Regions from separate parts of the Zea mays genome. Here region 2 is linked to region 1. A link is a contact called in public Hi-C data. All regions are on one chromosome and are shown on one strand. The core of a region is the stretch at or near the end of the contact, and the rest is flanking DNA. Distances in the headings are between cores, read along the strand shown.

What was found. Hi-C and Micro-C count contacts between places; a contact is called where the count stands out from the background.
Region 2: a Hi-C map of ear shows a contact between it and region 1, with 2.1 times the contacts expected there. The contact joins the promoter of LOC100283405 here to the enhancer-like site in region 1. A contact is called at or near these places in 2 of 25 Hi-C or Micro-C datasets (ear and leaf).

Annotation. Positions count from the first base shown.
Region 1 is chr1:213,293,156-213,300,023 of Zm-B73-REFERENCE-NAM-5.0, reverse strand. LOC100382548 reads left to right here. Exons shown (of 3, transcript NM_001175282.2): 2 at 2,133-2,254; 3 at 2,433-2,955. The coding sequence ends at 2,759. Among protein-coding and RNA genes, the nearest start is that of LOC100382548, 15 kb to the left of the region's middle. Within about 2 kb of position 3,238, at least 19 of the 20 cell types and tissues checked have an H3K27ac peak or open chromatin away from gene starts, as enhancers often do. A contact at or near this core is called in ear and leaf, where this site is marked.
Region 2 is chr1:213,573,209-213,579,381 of Zm-B73-REFERENCE-NAM-5.0, reverse strand. LOC100283405 (cell division cycle 2-related protein kinase 7) reads right to left here and starts at 4,861. Exons shown (of 12, transcript NM_001402535.1): 1 at 4,621-4,861; 2 at 4,399-4,511; 3 at 2,763-2,844; 4 at 2,579-2,669; 5 at 2,463-2,489; 6 at 2,232-2,329. The coding sequence starts at 4,451. LOC111590803 (U2 spliceosomal RNA) reads right to left here and starts at 624; the gene lies at 427-624.

The DNA.
Region 1 (6,868 bases), core at 1,989-4,488:
GGCGACACACCCCCTACCTGGCGCGCCAGCTGTCGGTGTTTTGGGTCCGACCGCACACCCGGGGTTGCCCCTCAAGGTGTTTTTAGGAGTAGGACGATGTCGCCGACTGTAGCTCGATGGTTCGTGCAGAGCGCACGAGAAACTGTGAACAATGATGTACAGATTCGGGCCGCTTAGAGATGCGTAACACCCTACGTCCTGGCGGGAATGTTTTATGTGGCGGATTACAAGGGAACTCTCTAGTGTAAGGAACGTAGAGAGTTGAGGTGGATGGCTGAGTAGTCAGATTGATCCTCTGAAGGGGTGCCCCCTAGGCCTTATATATTCGACCGTGGGGCATTACATGCGGATATGATAATAGTATGCGCCTAAATGATAGTGAACCAATTGAGCCTATCTCCCTATAGTTCCGCCGACCCATCCTTGCGTGGTTCCATCGCACAGGGTTCCAATGCGAGAAGATCGGGTCACTGTCGTGCTTACTTGCTCGAAGTCATTGGGTCGTCTGGGCTCGCACTGATCCTGCCTTACGTCAATCTGCTTCACTGGTCATTCCTCCCCAGACCCACGAAGGGATGACCTTACGATTTATTGGGCCTTTGGGCCTTTCGTGAGGTCTTTTATCCTTCCAGTGGACCCGGGGATATCTGTCCCCCACAATGGCTGCATACAAACATTAGCTGAATAAATACCTTTGGAATTGAAATTTCAAGTGTAAATTTTGCATTTATCATAAAAAACTCAATTAGGGGTCTGCCGTTCCCCTAGCTTTATATATTTAAGAAGATGGGCCCACCAAAACCTGCCGGGGCCGAGCGTCACCCAATGGGATGCCACAGCAACCGTCACAGGGAGGTGGGCACCAGGCCGCAATTTGGTGCGTCACCCAGGATTCGAACCCTGGGCGGGAGCACTTGCGACCAGTGGCCTTGCCACTGCGCCGTGACCCGTGAGCCCCTTCGCAATTTTGCATTTATCATGATTCGTGGATTGTGACAAGCTGAAATATTTGGTCATTGTCCATGGTAATGATCTTGAAGGGTAGGTCTTGTGCATTACCATGATCTTGAAGGGCAAGTCTAGTGTAGTGGTCAGAGTTATCTCACAGTCTCACCTGCTATATTTACGGGAGGCAGGCTTGTCTCGATTTATCCCTTCCTCAGACCCCACTCAGGCCTTGTTCGATTATTCCCATTATACATGGATTGAAAAAAAATTAGAAGAACTTTGACTTGCTTGGGATTTAAACCCACCCAATTCCACTCAATCCACATGGATTGAGATCTAACCGAACAAAGCCTCATATGGGAGCCTCTAGCACTAGGTCTGCCATGTATTGACCTTGCATGCTTCTTAGTTATAGTACTATAGTGGCTACGTGTGATATGAATCTTTATCAGTAGTTGCTACCTGAAGCTCCTTGTTACCTTGTACGATTTGTAATGGAACATGCAGTTAGTGAGATGTCTGTAACAACCAAAGCAGGATGGTATGGCCGCCATCTGAAACCACTGCAAATTTTAAGAATACTGAACATTTGCCATCAGTTTGGAAAATATTTATTGCTTCTCTGTTCTGCCCTATATTATACGATTTGCTGCAGACAACCTAAATGTGTAGTTGGTGATTTTATTTGCGGGGCATTTGGAGCCATTCATTTTAGAGGAATTAAAATTTACTTAATAAAGTAACAGATTTGGCTTGGGATTTGACATTCCACCACTTTCTAAAGTTCAGATATTAAGTCCATCTTAAATTCATGAGGTAAAGGATGAGAAATGATTTTATGTATTAGTAGAAATGTAGCACGTAAATATCGCTGGCATCTTACTAATAATAGTATACAAATATATTTTGCATAAAATTGTATTAGCTTAATTGATACGTGTGTAAATTACTATATTATTGGAATGGAATTCAATTCTAAGGATCCAAACGGGGCTTATTAGTGTATTTCTGAGTGGTTGGATCTTTTCTATGGAGACAAGTTATTGTTCCACTAATATCTGTGACCACTAATTTGAATTTTTGAGTGCAATGCTAGACAACGAATGAGTACTAAACTAGATCATACATGGATATGAAGTCAAGCTGATATTATCTCTCTAATATCCCCTTAATGTATGCTGCAGACAAGGTAAACCGTGCTGTTAGCACCGCAATCTATTTCCTACTTCCCGCAGGGAGTGTTTCCCGTCTCCACCGCATTCCCTGTGCTGAAACCTGGCACTTCTACAAGGGAGAGCCTCTCACGGTTAGCATCACTTCTTGCTTATTCTCCATGCCTAAAGCAATTAGACAACTACTCCCTCCGTTTTTTTTTATTTGTCGTATTTCAGTTTTGAAATGAAATAGCGGGCGACAAATATTCGAGAACGGAGATAATAGTTGGCAATGCTTGATCTAATGCTGCTAGTCTGTGTTTGTCTTAGGTCTTCGAGCTTCACGACGACGGTCACATTGACCTTACTGTCATTGGCCCACACCTTGAGGCAGGCCAGCGCCCCCAGTATACCGTGCCACCGAACGTGTGGTTTGGGTCGTTCCCCACACTAGACGTCGAGTCGTTCGCATCTGATGGCAGCGTTCTTGTCAAGTCTCGGAAGAGGGACCCTGAGCTGCATTACTCCCTTGTTGGCTGCACCTGTGCCCCTGGCTTCCAGTACGAGGATTTTGAAATGGCCAAATTTGAGGACGTGAGATCCATCGCTCCCAAGGCTGAACCTTTCCTCAAGTTTCTTATTCCCTCTACCGATTAACTCCAGAGCAGCCTCAGATGATTGTGGATGGGTTCTCAGCGACTTTCTATACTGCATACTGTACGGATGGTGTTTCTAGTGTGATTCCATGAGAGTTCTGCTTTCACGACAGTGTAGACAGTAAACTGTACCTTTGTGGTGGCACCGGTTGAAACGTTTGGTGCATTGAAACAGAATAACAGCTGGTCTTGATGTTGAATAGCAGGTGCTTTTGCAAAACCCTGAAACCGTACTAGGATGCTGGGAGCATAGGAGGATCTGATAAGGTTTCACGTGATTAAATTCAACCGTTCATGGCTCTCGATCGTGCAGAGCTTCTCCCGCTGCAAAGAGTAAGCCTGCAAGGCAGAAGCCAAGCGAGTCGTGCTTGTCCAATCCGTTTTTTTCATGTTCTGCTTCTGCTGCTTGTCATTCTCACTTGCACGGTGCGATGATACGGAGGTCAGATTGTGGCCCAAGCGCCCAGGTCTGCTGTAAAAGACGGCCCAGATGTTGGGCTACCGGCTGACAGGCAGCATTGATTGGGCGCCCTCGCTACTCGCGGACATGACTCAGATTATTCGAGCTTTCGGCCTTTTGGGCCTTGGTACCGTAGTTGATTTGCACGCATTACCCAGTTCTTCCAAGGAACGGCAACAGACCTGGGTGCTGTTTGGTTCAAGAAATGTAACGCAAAGGGTAATGGTAATGGTTTACATTCGATTACTGTCGGTAACAAGTTTGAATAGTCCGGTATCAATTTTTAGTATGATATCTGATTACGGTGGGACTAAAACAAACATGATTTAACGTTATTACTTACCCATTACGTTACAAATATCTGAACCAAACGGTCGGTTGGTTGAGTAAAAATCAGCTTACGATCGCATTATCTAAATCTGCTCACAATTAAACGTGCGGTGTAATTCTAAATCCGCATATGAAGCAGTCCGGTTTCGAGTCACCCACCAGTTTTTACCGGTGTACACTTTTAGATAATAATTCAGCTATAAATAATTACGTATCAACAATAATTGAGTTATAACTACGGATTTCAAGCCTTCTCACAAAATATTTCATAAATCATTAGCTAAGTTACTTATTCAAAAAAATTACTATTGTATCTTAATTATTTTTGCGCAAAATAAAGAACGAACAAAATTTTGGGTCAAGTGCGGGTCACTCACGGGTTGAATAGGAACCCACACCCGTGAAACTTTAGGTCGTTTGCGGGCGCACCCGCGGATCAAAACCTTCATCTATACCCGCATCGGTCGTGTCGAGTACCCGTCGAGTTTCAGGTCTACGGGTTAAATTGTCATCCCTACTTCCAACGGTGGATAATGATCAAAATCACTCCGCGTACACTATGAGTGATCCAATGCTGCACAGTTTTCCACTACTTATGAGTTATGGCACGCTCCGATCTGTTCACAGCCATCACCTGCTGCAAAGCTGCACCCCTCCATTTCTGATAGGTAATAATGTGGTAGGTTCCAATCATCATCAGTCATGCTAAGAGCAAGGTTAATAATATAGTTTATAATGGGATTTATGATATTTTCATGTCTCATATAGTCAACTAAAAGATTGGTCGTCTAATAACTCTCTTGGTTCAAGTACAAGGAGGAAATAGCTTCAAATCAGGCTATCTCTAGCGGCCTTACTCATCTTAACTCCTATTTCAAACCCCACTATATAAACAAGTGCATTCTACATTGTAAAATAGTGTTTTGCATGACCATATGCACGATCTGCTGAACACAGTCTCAAGGAGTAAAGCTAGAGTTGCAACCTGATCTACGAAGCTAGTCGCCGATAAGGCAAAGTGAAGAACAGTTTCAACACGATGAAGCTAAGAAGAGTAGCCGAAGAAAAGATGGAGTCCCAGTGCATTTGAAGTTGCCTTTGGGAAAAGAAGCAAACCAAGTTAGATAGAAGAAAATACACGTATGTCATGTCCTTATTGTTGTATAAGAATTGTCGTACAGTAGAAAGAGTGTTCTTGTAATTCCATACATTAATGTATACTGGTTTGATTCTATAAATAGGTAAAAAGTACCACCACTATAGAGATGGGTCATTCCATAACCACGTACACATAACAACTTCTCCCGATAGAGCTTTCGAATGTATAACAACACAAAGCTTTGATGTATTTCATAAATATGAATTGTTGTTCCATAATGATCAAAGGTGAGATTTTGTTGTCAATATAAATAAATGCAACTTGTTGATTGTACAAAGTATGTCTCATCTCACATCACAGTATATCTGTTTGTTGTTGATTGCATTTTCTCATGGAATTGATTGGATGCTTCCCTAACCGTCCTTCACTTCGATACCTTTGAAGGGGAGTATTGGCGGAGAGTGCCTCACAACATCCGCACTAGTTACCTAAAATCCATCCTATATTTTTGTTTAGGGAAATAATAACAAAAAACCTGCCCCAACAGTTCCTTATATCATGTTACTAAATTTATCAGGTTCCTATCTAAACCTATTTACTTCCCACATGTAGGAACCAAGACAGAACTCCCGAAATCAACTTTGCCGCCAGTTTTGCAGCCGAAACAACAAGCGCGCCATTGCTTGGCGCCATTTTCTCTCGCAGCCCCAACCTGATCCACCCGTTGCTGTTGCTCCCATCCTTCGAAACCCATTTCCTTCTTCGGAACGAGAATCCTCTGGCCACTGACGCGTGGCCCATTCTTCCTTTCATCAACCACGCGGCGCTGGAGCGAGCCTCCTCTAGTCTAGTGCCACCTAGGGTTTCTCCTCCGTCATGTCGTCGTTGTCCACGCGCCATTGCACCATCTCGATCGCGCGTCCTCCGTGCCAACCTGCAGCTTTCACTGATTCAGGCAAGTAATCCCTATCTCCTCTTCCTCTCACTCTCCCTCTCCCTCTCGACAACAAGGTTTTAGATCTTCACTTCTGCACACAACTCCTCTCCATTCCCCATCTCCATCCATCCATCCCTGTGCTGCAACTTGCATCACCTTCTAGGCCAACACCTCTGGAATGAAAAGGAGTGAAGGACATAGATTCAGTCCAAAGTTATGACACTAAGACTATATTTCTAAGCTCACTGCCTAGTGGATGCACCTGAAATTGCAATCCCGATTTCAGGGTTTGTATAAGTATGCTCATGTCACATGTTGTTGATTTTTCTGCATGTTGTTTCAGAAATGGAAGGAGATGGTGCCTATTTCACCAATTTGTTGACTGAAGGTTTGTATGAAGATATTGTGGAAGACAATACTACTGTCCTAGCTGAGTTCCAGCAGACCCCACCCTCATCGAAGCCAACTCAGAAGCAGAAAGGAAAAATTTTCAGCGAGGATGAAGATAGGCTCCTTGTTTCAGCATAGTTGAATGTCAGTACGGATCCTATTCAAGGGACAAATCAAACCAGAGCTACATTCTAGAGTAGAGTGTATAAGTTCTATGACACGAACAGAGGAGCGTTTGTGGAACATAATCAAAATTCATTGCTGCATCGTTGGGGTTGTATCCAGGATGCCGTGAGCAAATTTTGTGGGTGTCTATCCCAGATTGAAGTTAGAAACCAAAGTGGGATGACTATACATGACAGTGTAACTAATTGTTGGGGCGAAGGCGAAGACGCTACCCTTCGCTCCAGGCCTTCGTCACCTCGCCACACCAACGGAAGCATGATGACGGCGTGGTCCACCCTCCGCCCTCCTCACCGCAAGGCGAAGGCTTACGACGAAGGCCTACGACGAAGTCTTCCCACCCCACGTCCTCACCAGACCTGGAGGCCCTCTTGGGTTTCGGCCCATCGTAACAGGCCCCGCATTGAGAAGTGTGTTACAGGCCCAATTTGTAATAGCTTTTCTTTAATGACAGTCTGTAACCCTCCCTTGTGGGAATATTCTGGGGATAATCCAGGTGCCTGAGGGCACAAGCGTCCTTACATGGAGACGTTGGGCACTCAGGCACCTATAAATACCCCCGTACAGTGCCCTTGAGAGGCTAGATTAACAGAGCAATCGCCATCTCGAGTTAAACCTTGTTTGCATTCCTTTCACTCCCCCGTTGGATCATCTTGCCCAGGAGAGCAAGTTCCAACATTTGGCGCCCACCGTTCGTGCTACGAACAAACC
Region 2 (6,173 bases), core at 3,612-6,111, 280 kb before region 1:
GGTGGCGCCAGGGACGGTTGCGCCGACGTCGATGTCACCCGCGATCGGAGCACTAGTGGCGACGAGGGAGAAGCCCGGCGGCCCCCAAGGACGACGCATGGTCGAGAGACGCAGGGCCTGCTCCAGAGAGGAAGAAGTGCGGGGAGGGAAGGCCCCTGAGGGCGGCGGTCGGTCGGCCATGGCAGGGGAAAGGAGAGAGCGCCGACGTCTAGGAGAGGAGACCGGGGGCTATTTACAGGAGAGAAAAACCCTAGGCTCTGATACCATGTTGGAACCCCTAAGTGCATTCCAAAGAGAGTTGTACAATATAAAGGGGAGTCCCTAATGGGCCATCTAACAGGAAACCTAAGCCGAAAGGGACCCGCACGGCCCAATAAGGACTGGATACATATACACTCTAACATTAACTAAACTAGTCTAATACCCGTGAGTTGCGACGGTACCCAACCATATTTGATGATATTGATTGGGTAGCGACACTTGAGAGTCTTAATGGACCCTCCACATAAAAATACCCATAATAAATGAATTTAATGTCAAAGTGAACATATTGTTCATATTCCAGATATTGAACTGGTAAAACAAATATTACACTTGATCTTAGCCAAAAGACCAAAAAATGAGTTGGAAAGGAGCCCCTATACTCGAATTAAATTATAGCCAATGTTTTGGCTTGGGACTTGGGAGCGAGAAGATGGTGTAGATCTGATGCCCTAACCAAAATCATCATTGAGTTTTCATAGGTAACACATGCAAATTCATTTATGGTGATGGATTAACAATTTTCTCCAAGTTTAGCAAGACATAGAAAAGCGCAAGTACGCCAACAAGATCATTCCTGAAATACCAAATACAACAAGTTTATCCTCTAATGCTTAACATGCTTACTGAAATACATACTTGCTCTTGTCTTTAGAGTATCTATCAAACAATAAAAACATTTTCCGCTTTTATAGAGCCGTGTACTCGTTTCCAATTGCATAGTTGGTTTCACTTAAAATTCAATGTGAAATTAATTCGGCATGAACAAAACTTTTTCATAGTTATGCTCTAGCAATGTTCCACAATTAAATGGTTAGAAATTTGTATAAGACCTCGCCACATTTGGTGATGTGTGGAATGCACGAACTACACCCTATGTTGAAGGAGCGGAGCAGAGCTCGCGCCAGAGCGGAAGACGAGGAGACAGGCTCCCGATCCCTAGGGGCGACGAGGAGGTTTAGAGTTGGGTGTACTCGATGCAAGTTTTATCACCTAGCGAGCATCCTTATCTGGAGGCAAGCGCCGTAATCCTCCTCGCCGGTGGCGGTGCAACGGCGGAAGAAGCGAGCGGAGGTTGTTGCGAAATGAACAGGGTTTGTTGCTAGAGCGACAGCTGCGAGAACGCTGTTGTGCAAACAAATAGAATAGGGATGGGATATGATCTGGGACCGTGGGTTGATTTTGAAGAAATACAAGGGATTTTTTTGTAAAAAGATGACGCGGGACGACCATTGAAACTGGTGCTTTAATATAGTAGAGACTATACATCTCCCTTGTTTCTCTTTAATTTAGAAATATTTTTATTGTCTTTAGTTGATCACTTGATTCATTGTTTAGCCAAGATGAACAGGAGGTTGAAGACTTTGTAGCTTTAGACAGTTAGACCGTGTCCAGCAGTTCACCCATATGGTCACCCAAAACATTGTTTTGCACTATAGACTGCACTGTTTGCAGAGTGGAGTTTAAATATGGGTATAGGAATGGGTAATCTACTGGAGATAACCTTATAAGCCAGTTGTTTCAAGCCCCTCTTCTGCTGAAAATCATATTTCAAGCTCCCATGCTGCTGAAGGTCCTAATGTGACATATGCTATTTTGTTATGTTCTGCTATGTTTTTGAGCAAATTAGGACAGATAACTTTCTCTTTATATTGTACAGGTGAAAAACATGAGCTCATTTGCTTGTTATCTATGTTCTGGCCAAAATCAGTATAAGCGTGATGCCCAAATACTGGCCTCAACCCCTGGAAATAGACCATGAAGCAGCATCATACATTCATACGTGATTACTAGTGGCTAACGCCGCAACCAACATTGATAATGCCATGCAACAAACTTGAGTTAACAGAGGCACTACTAAAAAAATCAACAAAAAACATGCATACAGAAGCAAACCATGCCTTAGATTGCTAGAAAAAATGTGAAGAGAAATGTGCCCAAAATTTATGGATGGAAGAACACTTCAGTACCTTGACTTGGGATGGGGCACTATGGTGCAATACTTTCTTCAAATCATGGTCCATGTATTCAAACACCATGTAGATATCTCCCCTATAGATGTGATCATCTGCATAGTCCATAGGATAAAATTATGTGCATGTAAAAAATTATTAAACAAGGAAAATATTAATCCATCAGCATGGGGTACATTAGTGAAGAATATAAGCAAGTAAACAAAAGAGAAGTGAGTGATACTATACCTGATCCGCCTGTTCCATGTGCAGAACCTGGGAAAAAAATTAAAAATGGTTAAGCAATGTCATTGTATCATGCACTCCATTATATATCTAGAAATGACTAGATGAACATTTGTTACCAGGAGATACTACAATCTCTTTCAATCTGATGATGTTCTCATGATCCAGCTTTTTTAATAGTTTAATCTCACGCAAGATTTGGCGTGGAAACTACATAGGTACTGAACAGTTCAGAGGGGCCTATAACACGCACAGAACAATGTGCTTGAGTATTATTAACTTTGTTGAGATGATAAAGCTTACCCCTTCTTTGCCATCATCCAGTTTTATTTTCTTAAGTGCTGCTCTTTCCCCAGTAATAATATCCACAGCTTCAAACACCTCACTGAGATTTGTAGGAAAAGACACAACAGTGACAAATTAGGTGGTTAGATAGATCATGAATATTCATGTAGTAGTAAAATGCCCTGGCAGATCAATGTAGATGTCAAGGAAATAAAACTAATGAAAATATGGCAGGAGATCTCCTTCATTCCATTTTCTTATCATGAAATAATCCTAAGGACAAGAAAGAACATCAAGATTGATAATTTAACCATTGTTATTTCAAAGAACCATGTTTAGCAGGTTATTTCAAAGATCTTAAGACATAACGGAAGACCATTATAGTCCACCTAGTTGAATAAAAGTAGGGGTTCAGAAAGAACTACAAATTATTGTCAGTGTGAAAGACTATACCTAATGGATCTACTGATTGTACAAAAATGCCGAAAAATTTTCTCAAGAGGTTTGGTCTTTTGCATCTTCATACACCTTGCGTGTTGCACAGTTCAGAATCAAATTTGCAATGGAGGTGCTTGCCCCCATTAACCGTTTTAGATACAGAATATAAGGTATGCGCTGTTTTATTTACGTTCCACTGAATACAATCAGATTATCAGACCATCTCAGAGGGAGTATTTTACAATAGTCAAAACAGGAAGAAAAGAAAGCACAAGATTCAAACACTTACCAACTGAGAGAAAAATAATATCTTGTGAAACCTTACATTTTTAGTGCATATGTTTAAATTATATTTCCAGAATAAAGACGTTCAAGGCTATAAATTACTGGATAAACAATGATATATACTTTTAAAGTGGAAATTTTCTTTCTTTTGGCCAAAGGGAACAAGCTCCAGAGTTGACTCTAGTTCCGGTACAAAGCAAATGAACGGTCGGGGTCAGGGGGATCGAAAACGTAAGAACATAGCAGTGCCTGGTCCTTAACCTGAACTATTGCTCAAACACATAGAAAATCATTTTTCTATATGCACAAAATTCTAGATAGGGCTCTAGTGTCTCCAACTCGTCATCATAAACTGTTTTCTACAAAAGCATTGGCTGAACAGGGGGGACTTGACAACATATCTTGAATTGACTACTTTGTGAAAATCTTTTTGATGACCTAATGTGCACCAACAGATTGAGATATGAATTCCTAAATTATGCTTTCTACAGATAAAAGCTTATCACGGGAAAATCGTACAAGAGAAAACATCACTTTTAGGACTCAGGATGTCCAAAAAGATGAAAGCTGACCAACTGAACCAAAGTTGTAAGCATAAACAAGTGAAATTCCAGTTAAAATGCATATAATCAGGTTAGTAACAGATGTTATGGGATCCCCCCCCCCCACCTCATCAGACAAATAAAAAGACATAACCTAGCTGCATTATATACATAGACAAAGTTTTCATGGTTGCTATACATCATGACTTAATGCATACGCCTGTCTAACAGTTCAGCCATTCTGACAGACATACCTACCGATATTGTCCAACACTATCGAGGGAACCCTAAGCAACTAAAAGATTACAGCTTTAATGATGCCAATAACTGACGGCAACTAGGGCGAAAAAGCAAAAGCACTGTTGCTCCACCAACAAGTGATGACCTACACAAAGTCTCCGCCGACAATTGGCTCCAAGTACGCCATGAATCGTGCATCCATGGACCAAACGGATCATCATTCCGCCGCCGGCCGTACGATCCCACGGCCACTCAACATCTACTGCAATTGCAGCGCGCGGCGAACGATTCAGGCGGAACAGGCCAAAATGCAAGGGAAATTCTAGCCCGGTCAGCGTGCCGCCGAGGAGATTTCGGTTCAGCTCGCTTACCCGTAGGTGCCCTCGCCGATCTTGCGGATGCGCCTGTAGCAGTCGACGGTGCGGGCGCCGGCGGGGGCGTACTCAGCCAGGTTGAGCGCGCCAAGGGGCGCCTCCTCGCCGTCCATATATAGCCGGAGGCCGCGGCGGTGTCGCGAGAGTGAGCCGGCTCCGCTAGAACCTCCGGAGGCTTGGGCAGCAGGGCAGACGACACGAAGCGGAGGATGCGGAAGCCGCAGGAGGCTAGAGTCGGGAGTGTCCTACGTAAGTCAAAGCGACCCAGTCGTATACCGCTTCCATCTTGAGTCTGGGCTTGTTAAAGTGGGCCGGCCCGTTTCGCTCCACTTTTTTTCATGCCTAAAACAAAAGTTGTGCACAAAATCTAGATTGCTTATGACTTTAGCCATGAGAGCATGTTTGGCATTACAATAAAAGAGAGAGAGCTGGTGAGAGCCAACCAAACACGCTAACTTCAGAGTTGCAAATTTCATAGAGTTTTGAGGGTTACAATATAAATTTTTGAAATGCCTCTTTTGCTACTCAAATCCTAAAAAAATAACCTAATCATAGAATATGAAGGTACTTACTCGCTATTGGGCATTGGCACTAGTTATGAGAAATAAATCTAGACTCTAAAGTAGAATTGATCCATCTAGAGTAGAGTAGAGTTTTATGAGAAATGCTGCTCTAGAATGGAGCAGAGTTATACCAAACACCCAAAAAAGCTTAAATTAGTTAAAGTTAGCTAATAACTGGTTGAAAATTTGACTAGAAATATCTTTTTATTACCCTCCTATTTATATGCACTAGGGCTAATTTTAACTAATTTTTGGCTTAAGTTCGAGGAGAAACTAGATTCATGATTAATTTTATGAAATCGATTTTGTTAATAAATTGAAGTAGAACAAATTAGATGTCCTCGAAAATGGACCAAGATCTTAATGAATCTGTTGAGCACCATTTGTGGCATTGGGCACGGCCGGACAGTTTGACCCTGAGGCCTAGATGGTCCGAGCCACCGACGGTTCGCCCATAGGCGCGGACGATCCTCGGATAGATCGAATCAGGCAGTTAAAACTCCCATCTCCTCGTGTGTTTAGTCCTCTAATCCCGCGGGAGCTGTTGGAGAACGCTTATGAACGAGTCTAGACCTCCCCTTATATATTTGAAGGGGTACGATCGATTGAAGGACCAACAATCAATATACCTTTAGTTCTTGACATTTTGCCCTATGAGTAGACGGTAATATAGTTTCCTCTCTCTAATCTTCACCTCTCTTCGGCTCTACGTTGTTTAGAGACATCTTGGGTGGCCTGCCGATCCCAAGACAAACCCTAGGATCTTTCCTCCCCGATGGGGTCCCTCTTAGGAGCGGGATCCAGGTGTTGTTGGCGGACTCTGTCGCCTCAACGTACGCGTGGACCGTCCGGCTCGTCGGGCAGAAACCCTAGCCTCTGCGCCAGGTCGCAGACCGTCCGGCCCTCGGCCGCGGACCATCTGCGCTTCCGTAGAGAGCATCACCGTCGGTACTCATCGCAGTGATTGGTGCCTAGATCAGTGTCAAC